Regions from separate parts of the Triticum aestivum genome. Here region 1 is linked to region 2. The links are chromatin contacts, called in public Hi-C maps. All regions are on one chromosome and are shown on one strand. The core of a region is the stretch at or near the end of the contact, and the rest is flanking DNA. Distances in the headings are between cores, read along the strand shown. Region 1 holds the start of LOC123094655 (BTB/POZ and MATH domain-containing protein 2). Region 2 holds the start of LOC123091543 (cysteine desulfurase 1, chloroplastic).

Region 1 (5,292 bases), core at 492-2,991, 620 kb after region 2:
TATGGATATGAAAAGGTTATGCAAAACCGGACTTACAAAAAGAAAAGAAGAATTTACCACATGCACTTTTTGGGTCTCTTCAAGACCTTATATCAGGAGTGGTCAGGCAAAGCAAGACTACAATAGTGTGGTCGCTCATTATGTTAGCGATAAGTAGGAACTACAAAAAAGAATCATAAGATTCGAATTAATTGGCGAAGCACATGCTGGTGTGAACATTGCTCAAGCTTTAAGTAGAGTTGTGCAGATTTTGGTCCGACCAACAAGTTTTTTGCAGTAACTTTGGATAATGCTTCAACAAATACAATTGCAATGGAGGACCTCACTCCTCTGTTTTTCATATATGCTGCATCTTTTTTACTGCATCAACGTTATGCTTGCCATATAATTATCTTATTACTAAATGTGCCTTCAAATGCAAACCACATTTTGAAAAATTGCAAACTGCAGTTTCTTATCTTAGTAACTCTAAACAACGAATTGCAAGCTCCAAGAGATATTGCATTGTTGTAGGAGAAATTCCTCATAAGTATAATTTTGACTTGTTTGTTACATGAAACTCTACATATATGATGCTCAAGTCACTTCTCCGAGACAAAGATACATTCTCGGGATTTCGTGAATGCAAGTATCATAGCTAATCACTCATGTGATCTGCATGTTGCTTCAATATTGACTAAGTTTTTTGGAGATGTTTTATGATGCAATAATTTACTTCAGTGGTCATCATTCCACATCTCCTTTAATGGTGCATAGTATTGTAGACATTGCAACTCATGTGAACGCATACAAAAGGCGTTGAATTATAAGTTGTTGCTTGCATGAAACTTAAATATTTAAATATTAGAAAGAAATTCCTATGTTTCATGTATTTGCATTTATCTTGGATCTAGGGCTAAGCTTGATCATTTTTATTAGATGGGTCCCTACATTTAGATTATTCTTGTTATTTCACTGATGTTCGTGATAAGTTTCTGAAGTTTACGATAAGTACGAACAAAAGTTTTTTGGCGTTCGAGTGCAACGGCCTCCACCAACACTATCTGCATGAAAAAAAAGGAGCGCGGAACAAGATATTTGGTTCTTCCTCCTTTGCCTTGAGCTCTTCGACAGGAGCATCAAAGACTTTAGTGTGTGTGCTTGCATGTGGTGGGTAGTTAGCGATGTACCTTAACAGCGACAAAGTCAACTTCAGTGAAGATGACGAGGACTTCAACATACATCAATGGTGGCATGAACACAAGCTTACATATCTGGTGATTTCCATATTAGCACGAGATTTGTTATCAATACGCATCTCATCGACATCGTCAGAGTCTGCTTTCAACATAGCTGGAAGAGTACTTGAGGAGAGAAGAATCAGTCTCACCCCGGATAAGGTAATGGCCATGAAATATGAGAAACTAGCGAGCAGGAAAGCACAATACACCGCAGACAACAAAGAACCGGAAGCCACATTCACAGATCTTCCAATCAAAGAAGAGGAAGAATACTTGTGGTCATTGTATGTTTTTTCATTTTCTTTCCCTTCTATATAATCTAGAGCATGGTTTTATACTCTTTTTTCTTCTGAGGGGTGGAAGGTTTTAACGAGGCAACCACTTATAAAGCTCAAGATTTCTCCCACGTGACACTTCCCCTCGTTTTTATTTTCCTGTATTTTTTCTGAATTTTACTTCATTTTTTGAGTCAAAACATGCTTTGGCGGGCCACGCACGGCCCTTGTAGCCCATCTGGCCAGGTCCCATTGCCTTCGCATCAGTTGCTCAGATCTCACCTCTCCCGTCTCCATCAGCTGCTCAGACCTCCCCTCCCTGTTTGGCCGCCGCCCCTCACCTCCTCCTCGTCTGCCGACTTTCCAAGGTACTCCACTCACCCTCTCGTTTCTTCCCCAACTCCTCTTGTCCTCGACAAAGCTGTGTGCGTTCCTCTCGTATTCTCAGATCCGCATTACGGGCTCCATGCTCTTGGTTGCAGGGCTGATGGCACTCGAATCCAATTCCTCGTCAAGGTGTACCACGGAGACGGCGAAGGGAACGCATGTCTTGGAGATCATCGGGTACAGCCTCAAGAAGGGCCTGGGAATCGACAAGTTCGTCCAGTCGGCCATCTTCACCGTCGGCGGCTACGACTGGACCATCCGTTTCTACCCTGACGGAGCCAACATGTCATACGCCGATTGCGTTTGCGTGTCGGTCTCGCGTGAGCCCACGGGCAGGGGGTTGGCGCGGGCATCCTGTGATCTGAGACTGGTTAACAAGGATACTGGGTTGCCAAAGAGTATTTGGTTTCTGTCTCAAGCAACCCCGACAGAGTTCGACTACGGTAATCGTGTTTTCCCAGAATGTGGAGGGTTCATTGAAAGGAGTGAGCTGGAGCTGGAAGCATCAGGCTACATTAAGGATGATAGCCTGACAATTGAATGTGTACTCACAGTCATCAAACAATCACAGGTGACAAAAACAACAGGGAGCTCTGAAATCAAGGTGTCATCGTCCAACTTATCGGATCATTTTGGCAAGCTGTTGTTAGAGGGGAAGGGGTCCGACGTGACATTCAGTGTTGGGGGAAAGACTTTTGCCGCACACAAGATCATACTTGTGGCACGATCACATGTCTTTGAGGCAGAGCTGTATGGAGGGATGAAGGAAACAAAGGCAGAGTCCATTACAGTTGAAGACATGCAGCCTGCTGCTTTCAAGGCCTTGCTGCATTTCGTATATACCGATTCATTGCCTGACGTGGGTGATTTTGGTGGTGATGATTACGTTGAGATGATCCGGCATTTACTTGTGGCTGCAGATAGATATGCCATGGACAGGCTGAAGTTGATATGCCAAAACATCCTCGGTAAAAACCTTGCCATGGAGACTCTGGCAACTACATTGGCTTTAGCTGATCACCATAACTGTGACAGGCTTAAGGAAGTGTGCATTGAATTTATTGCCTCTAAGGATGAGATGGATGCCTTGATGGCAACCCAAGGTTACAGTAATCTCAAAAGAACTTTCCCTTCTGTCTTAATAGACGTGTTCGAGAAGGCAAGTAGGTTGCACAAAGCATAGGTGAGCAGCTCATTCTAAGCCAATTCTATTGACAACATTATGTAGTTCTTAAATCGTATGAAAAGATTGCTAGTTAGTTTCCTAGAGCAGCTTGTGCTGACCTGAACCGGTGGGTGGTAAGTCTAGTTTATTGCAATATGTGCACCTTTTGACAAACTACTGGATGCCCAAATTGCTGAACGTCAGGGTGTTGAATTGTTCTGGCCTCATCTATTGTAATGAATGAATATCAGATAACAGCGTAAGTAGCTACTACTTTGCTGCTATTGTTGTGTTAATTATGTTAGCTTCAAAACTGAAAACTGGGGCAGAAAATGAGCAAACATCATCTGGCGCATGGTTATCGCGGGACATATGCATCGTCTGTTAAACTTTTACCTTTTCGGGTTCCTATATCAGAAAACTTATACAATCTCACAGATACAACAATTTGGTGAACGCATCTTTTGATGTATCATGCACTGAAGCCTGTTAAGTAGTTGAAATATTTTTGGGATTCCTATTTGTTGTGCCTAAAAAGTTCAAGGTTATTTATGTTATGTGCTTGATAAACAGCTTAATTTCAGTTATGTATCATACTGAGATGAACTTCATGCACTAGTACCTAGTTTTTTTTCAGATTCACTAGTACCTAGGTTTTATTTCCCTTAACAAGGTATGTCGACATATTTTCATGTTGCATATCTAATAGTGTACGTAATTAAGGGGTTATAGATTGCTGCCTTATTATTACAAAGAGTAATTCAGAATAGCAGCTATGAACGGGTGCATCTATAGCTCGTGATCGCCTTAAAAGACCTAGAAGTGGGCCGGCCCAGTTAGTTCTTCGTCTCATTAGTTCGTTCACTACGATGGTTCGTTGTTGTTGTTTTTTCTTTTTTAATAATTTTATTTATATTTTTGAAATTAAAAATAATATCGTTACTTAAAAGATCGAGAATTTAACAGCGTACTTTCTTTGTTAGTGTAACTTAAAAAATGTTGATAGCTTTAAAAAATGCCTTGTCACATTAAAAATATATTCATATATTTTAAAAAATACGTACATTGATTTTTTTAAATGTTTATACAATGTAAAAGAATGTTTGTGTAATTCAACAAAAAATGTTAAACATGCATAAAAGTTGTATTGGATGTATAAGAAAAAATGTACGATGCGTACAAAGAAACTAGACATCAAAACATATTTAAAAAGAAAAATCTTAATCATGATATGAAAAATGTAAAACTTGTACAAAAATGCTTTAATGTATACCAAAATGTACAATGTGTATGAAAACAATAGACATCAAAACATATATTGAAAAAAAATGTTAATATACTGTATTTGAAAATGTTAAACGTGTGTAATTTGTTCCAGATATATACAAAAAGGTAAAATATGTAGGAAAACTATAGATATCAAAATATATATTTGAAAAAATGTTAACAATGTACCTGCAAAATGTTAAATGTGTGTAAAAAATGTTTCAGATGTATACAAAAATATATAATGTGTGTGAAAACAATAGACATCAAAACATATGTTTCAACAAAACAATATATATTTGAAAGAAAAAAAATGCTAATAATGTATTTGGAAAATGTTAAACCTGCATTAAAAAAAATTCTTGACTTACATGAAAAATGTACAGTGTGTAAGAAAAACATATACATTTGTTGGAAAAAAGAAAAAAAAGAAAGAAAAGAGAAAAAGAAAAGCATAAAATCCGAGAAGTGAAAAAAGAAACCAAATATAATGAAGAAAAAGGAAAAACCAATGAAAATATATGGAGAAAAACAAAGAAAACCAAAGTACATGTAGAGAAAAAACATAAGAAGCAGGTGAAAAAAATATAAAACCGAAGAGGAAAAAAACAAAAGAAATGAAAGAACGAACAAACACATCAGCGATCAACAGAAGAACGAATGCACAACCGAGAAAACCCGTTACTCGGCCGGCCCATCACCTAACCTACATATACATATACATATACCAAACACATAGTATATGTCCACATATACATATACATATAATTTACGAAACACATAGTATATGTCCACATATACTTATACCAAACACATTGTATATGGACTAGTTCATATTGCATGATTCACAATTAATTTCTATGCGATACAACATATATGCTTGTATGTTGACCATCTAGTGTATAATTCTTGAGTTTCATGTTGATCAACATTTATCTTCACTTCATACTCTCTCCAGTTCTTTTTACTTCGTGTATAA
Region 2 (5,001 bases), core at 1,894-4,393:
ACATTTGGAACTGGCGCACAAATGCAGTTGTCCCGGTGATTGGTACAGAGGTAATGATGCACTCAATAGGCAGATGCTGAACGGGCATGGCAGGGGAGCATTTGGTGCTTGTTCATGGGGAAGGGCATGGAGGGTGGTGCTGGTTCAAGCTCCGGTGGCTCCTTGAGGGCTCCGGCTACCAAGTGACCTGCATAGACCTTGCCGGAGGCGGCGTAGACCCAACCGACCCCAACACTGTACGGTCATTCGAGCAGTATGACAAGCCGCTCCTGCGCCTCATCTCCGCCTTGCCAGAGGGTGAGAAGGTAGGATCCTGCAGTATTGCTGCTAATTTATAAACTACTTATGGCCACAAAGTGCTGAAGGTAGTTTGTTGCTTTGTTGTGAAGCTGCTTAGGGACATTGTGTCCAAAATGATGAAGAGTTATAGGCGATTCGGTTTACCTTTTGAAACTCATTTTGATCGAATTTCAGGTGATTCTCATTGGGCATGGCAGTGGAGGGCTGAGTGTGATTCACGCAATGCATGAATTCGTTGACAGAATTAAGCAAGCAATATTTGTGGCAGCTGCTATGCTGCCATTTGGACTTCAGACTGATGAAGATAAGAAAGATGTATGTTTTGTTCCTTAAAAAATGTTTTCAGGCTGCACTTTATTTTGTCATGACGCATGAGCCACCTACCAAGTGCTGAGAATGTGTCCTAACTAACAAACATATACATACGACAAAACTGAAATCCTTAGTACATATATAACTCAAACAGACATGGTAAAGACCAGGATAAATACGATGGGCAATGTTAACCAGGCACTTGGAATATTTCCTGAGAATTTCAGTTTGTTCTCGTTGTCGTCATTTGCATGATAGAAATGAAATAACAGGTTCAACAATTCTTGGAAAAATTTATAGAACAAATTCCACGTGTTGAAATTATTGAATAAGCTCTGTTGCAAATTTATTGCATATCTGGAAGCTTCCTTTCATGGTTATATACTGACTATGTCCGACTAATGACAGTTTCTGTATATTAATGTGTAACAGGGCTTACCAAGTTTGCCTGAGAATGAGACCGAGTTGACATTCGGTGCAGGAGCAGATGATCCTCCAACTACTGTCGCCTTGAGATTAGAATTCCAGCGTGATCGACTATCACAACAAAGCCCTGAGGAGGTACTATATGCATGAGCCAATGTGCTCATGAAATCCACATCTTTATCAAATTGTACAGATTCTATAATCTGAGCCCAGTATTATAAAATTTATTATAGCTATTTCCTGACAAGATATTGCTATCATTTCCCATGCATGTGTCTTGAACAACCTTCTCAAGAACTAAACATCATACACAATTAAGAGGTAACCAATGGTCCGAATTTTACTTACACATGTTTTATGAAAAAATCTTGTTCAGGAGTCAATACTGGCTTCAATGCTGATGCGCCCATGGCCTGCAAGTGCTATTGGTACTGCAAGCTTTGAAGGAGCTGATGAGAGATTGAATCGAATAAAGCGGGTTTTCATAAAGACACAGCGTGACCACATGCTGGACCCTCAGCAGCAAGATTCCATGATCAAGAAGTGGCCACCCAGCGAGGTTTTGGTCATAGATACAGACCACAGCCCCTTCTTCTCTGCACCAGAACAGCTCTTTAACCTAATAGTCAAATCTCTATGATGCAAATATGCAAATTACTGAACTCTCTATAGTGGGTTTGTTCAAATTCTTGTAACATGACATATACTAAGTATCCGAGTTAGGATAACATCTTTGTGAAGCATGTTTCTCAGGGAATCTTCAAGACAAATGGATAAATGGTTTAAGGGTGTAAGTAAAGCTGGTTTAGGGTAAACATTACCATTCACTTTGTAAGCAAGTAACTCAAATCAGGCCTACGTAATTCCCATTTTAGATAAGTCTACGTGTTATTCCAAAAGAAAAAGGAAAAGAAAAGGACCGAGTCAAAGGTGCTGAAGTGTATATATGGATTGCCTAGCCCTTTCCATCATTTCGGACTTTTGGTTCCGCTGCCTAGACATGAAGCTTAACATGGTATCAGAGCCTAAGGTCTTGAGTTCAAGTCCTGGCTTTCGCAGTTAATCCAAAAATTGCTACTGCCCCCCTCTATGTCCATGTATAGGCCTCTTGAGCCATACCTCTGAGTCTATTCACATATTGACTTCCCGCGTCACACGTAAGAGGAAGTGTTGAAGTGTATATGTGGATTGCCTAGCCCTTTCCATCAGTTCGGACTTTTGGTTGCGTTCAGTCTTTATCTTTTCTCAGGAACCAGCATTAGCCGCTGATATACAAGCCAACCAAGCAGAATGTTTTACCTTAACTAAGCTTTGCAGTAACACTTTAATTGCTGGATCAGATAACTCATCAGAAGTTACTCTTCAATGGCCACTAGAGCACAGCCTCCTTGCCCCAGCTCACACACAGTGCCTCCTCCCTTTGCTGTAAAATGACAGCATCAACTCCATCTTGTGCCTTTTCCCCTTGCTGACCACGACTTCTGGTGCCTCACAAAACGAGATGACAAACTCAGCTATCCAACACGGAGAATTTGCTTCATATAATTCACGATGGGAAATTAGGAATGCAGTCTCACATCATATAAACTGTGGAAAATCGTGGAAAAATTTCATTGAAACTCATGGCGTTCGCATCTCACACTGTTAATCATGGAAAATTTGTTGACGCCTAGGAATAGAACCTATCCAGCAAATCGAACACAGCAACTCGACCACGCATTCGATCGAACAGGTGCCGTGCTACTGCCCTACACCACGGACAGCCCCTATCTTCAGCATGGTATAACTGCTCACCTGGCATGGAACACCTCCCTGGCGTCGTAGAGGAAGGCGCTATTGTCGAACGTGGAGGTCTGCGGCGGCGGGTGGCGGCGGCGGCCTCGTCGACGGCAGCAGTTACTACATGCAGCGGCGCCGCTCCACCATTCAGTGTTACTCTGCCGCTCTAATGTGAGACCACCGTGCGGGTCCCGCACCCTGACCGCTTAAACACACTTGGACGCTGACGGGTGGGCCTCACGTGGCAGGAACGGAAACACACCGCGAAGCTTTGGCTAATCCAACCCACAGAGACGGCGCGCATGGCGACCGCGGCGGCGGCGGCGTCGCTCCGGTACTTCCCCTCTTCCATCAGGAACCGCAGCTATCCCGGAACTATCGGCGGCGGCGCTGTGGTCACGTTTTCTCCACGGCGGGGCCGCTGTGCGACGGCGGCCGTGGCCGCGCCTTCGCGGGAGGCGGAGCCGGCCTCCTCGCTCGGGGACCTCACCCGCGTAGACTTCCCCATCCTGGACCAGGTCTCCCCTGCTCATCTCCGGCTCGTCTCGTTGTTTGGTTGTTCGTGCCATTCCAGTCCAATTTTGAATTTGATTAGTGAAATAGTATTTACAGTCGCGCATCTAATTATGTTTTTTCCCGATAAATTATCGGATCGTTCTTGATTGCGGCGCGTCTAGATACTCCTGATTACAACATGTATGTAGTCCTGCTTTTGCTGCTGCCTGGAAATATTTCCATTTGTTCGTAAGAGAGTCTATGCTTCACCGTACGGAGTTCCAACTGTTGTTCAAGGCAGTGTGTACGCAATTGGAGCGAGGGGCCATGGAGGTTTATTCCCAACATGGGTGGCAGCATAACCTCTGTATCGGCCCATCGCCTCCTTCGACATAGACATAGTGACGGTCCTATTTGACTCTACTGGTGCCGATATGTCAAATTTTTATCTTCTTTCAGACTGTTTGTGTTTGGCTGTGTGCATCCTAGCTATGCAGAGGCTGGGTGTTGCTCATCATGATTTCCTCTTGATGCTACATTATGAGTTAATTAAAGCGCTCTTTATCGAAAAAAATGTTCATAAGAGAGATATGGGCTTTTAGCATATCACCATGTCTGGTGCAGTTACCACTACGGATAAGCTGATATAAGTTTCACTCAGCTTTCTTTTGATTCGGTTATGCGTGTAAAACATCCATTTGTAGGGCCCTCCAGAACAGTTGTTTTATTCAATGTGGATTCAGTAACTGCAAAATTATTGTTGGTTTACATGCTGGATTCTTTCGTTATTACTATGTCGCAAACTTTAACCTTACATTTTGTTATGTATACACTTTTGGCATTCAAGTGAGGTGGTTTTTATATCATTTATGATCATCGGAACTTGCAGGAATTTGATGGTAACAAATTAGTTTACTTCGACAATGGTTCAACATCACAGAAACCCTCTCATGTGATGAAAGCCTTAGACGACTACTACCGATTTTATAATTCGAATGTTCACCGTGGCATTCATGCTCTCAGGTAATTTTTTGATTTGTCCTTTATGTCTTAATTGGGTGTTGCAAGTGTAAAATACCCACTAGTACCAGGAATTTGGATGCATATTCTCTATCTCTAAGTGTGAGTAAAGCAAGGTTGTGGCCCTGATGTAATATCTGGCTCTAGACCCCTAGAGGCGTTGAGCTGTGCAGGAGAAAACCCTTTTTTTTTTGAGAAACAGAAGATTACCCTTTTACTCTCCTACTAGGAATATGGATGTGAATCACCACAGAACACCCCCTACAGCATAAAACTATTTTACATAATTACATTTCACTTTTCGCCTTGCACAATTTCTTCTGTGATTTCCCCCATATCTGACTTGTCTGTTTTGTGAGGTATGGTAGTGCTCACATAATTTTATTGTATTGGACAATGATGCTATAGGTGTCGTGTTTTGAGATATATGATGATCAACTGTGTGCATAGAAAGATATAGCAGTTGATTTGCTTCATAGTATGTCATTGCTAGGCTGCTAGTTTTGTATCACTCAGTCAAGTAGGTTATCATATGCTTTTAGTGTTTGCGAGCTATGTGCATATGTATACACATGTTTTGCTCCTACTGACATGTTTTCTTCACTATCATCAGCGCAAAGGCTACTGATGCATATGAGAGTGCAAGAAGGAAAGTTGCAAATTTCGTCA

Evidence for each region. Hi-C and Micro-C count contacts between places; a contact is called where the count stands out from the background.
Region 1: a contact with region 2 is called in a Hi-C map of leaf, with 4 times the contacts expected there. The contact joins the promoter of LOC123094655 here to the promoter of LOC123091543 in region 2. A contact is called at or near these places in 3 of 5 Hi-C or Micro-C datasets (all in leaf).

The regions. Positions count from the first base shown.
Region 1 is chr4B:148,456,784-148,462,075 of IWGSC CS RefSeq v2.1, forward strand. It overlaps LOC123094655 (BTB/POZ and MATH domain-containing protein 2), which reads left to right and starts at 1,742. Exons shown (of 2, transcript XM_044516613.1): 1 at 1,742-1,863; 2 at 1,978-3,360. The coding sequence starts at 1,983. The coding sequence ends at 3,065.
Region 2 is chr4B:147,837,037-147,842,037 of IWGSC CS RefSeq v2.1, forward strand. LOC123091543 (cysteine desulfurase 1, chloroplastic) reads left to right here and starts at 3,144. Exons shown (of 10, transcript XM_044513080.1): 1 at 3,144-3,335; 2 at 4,202-4,335; 3 at 4,946-5,001. The coding sequence starts at 3,144. It overlaps LOC123091545 (methylesterase 17), which reads left to right and starts at 87. Exons shown (of 4, transcript XM_044513082.1): 1 at 87-305; 2 at 475-615; 3 at 1,045-1,173; 4 at 1,415-1,917. The coding sequence starts at 87. The coding sequence ends at 1,678. It overlaps LOC123091547 (a long non-coding RNA gene), which reads right to left and starts at 2,991. Exons shown (of 5, transcript XR_006443281.1): 1 at 2,833-2,991; 2 at 2,338-2,519; 3 at 1,387-1,634; 4 at 1,052-1,165; 5 at 82-313.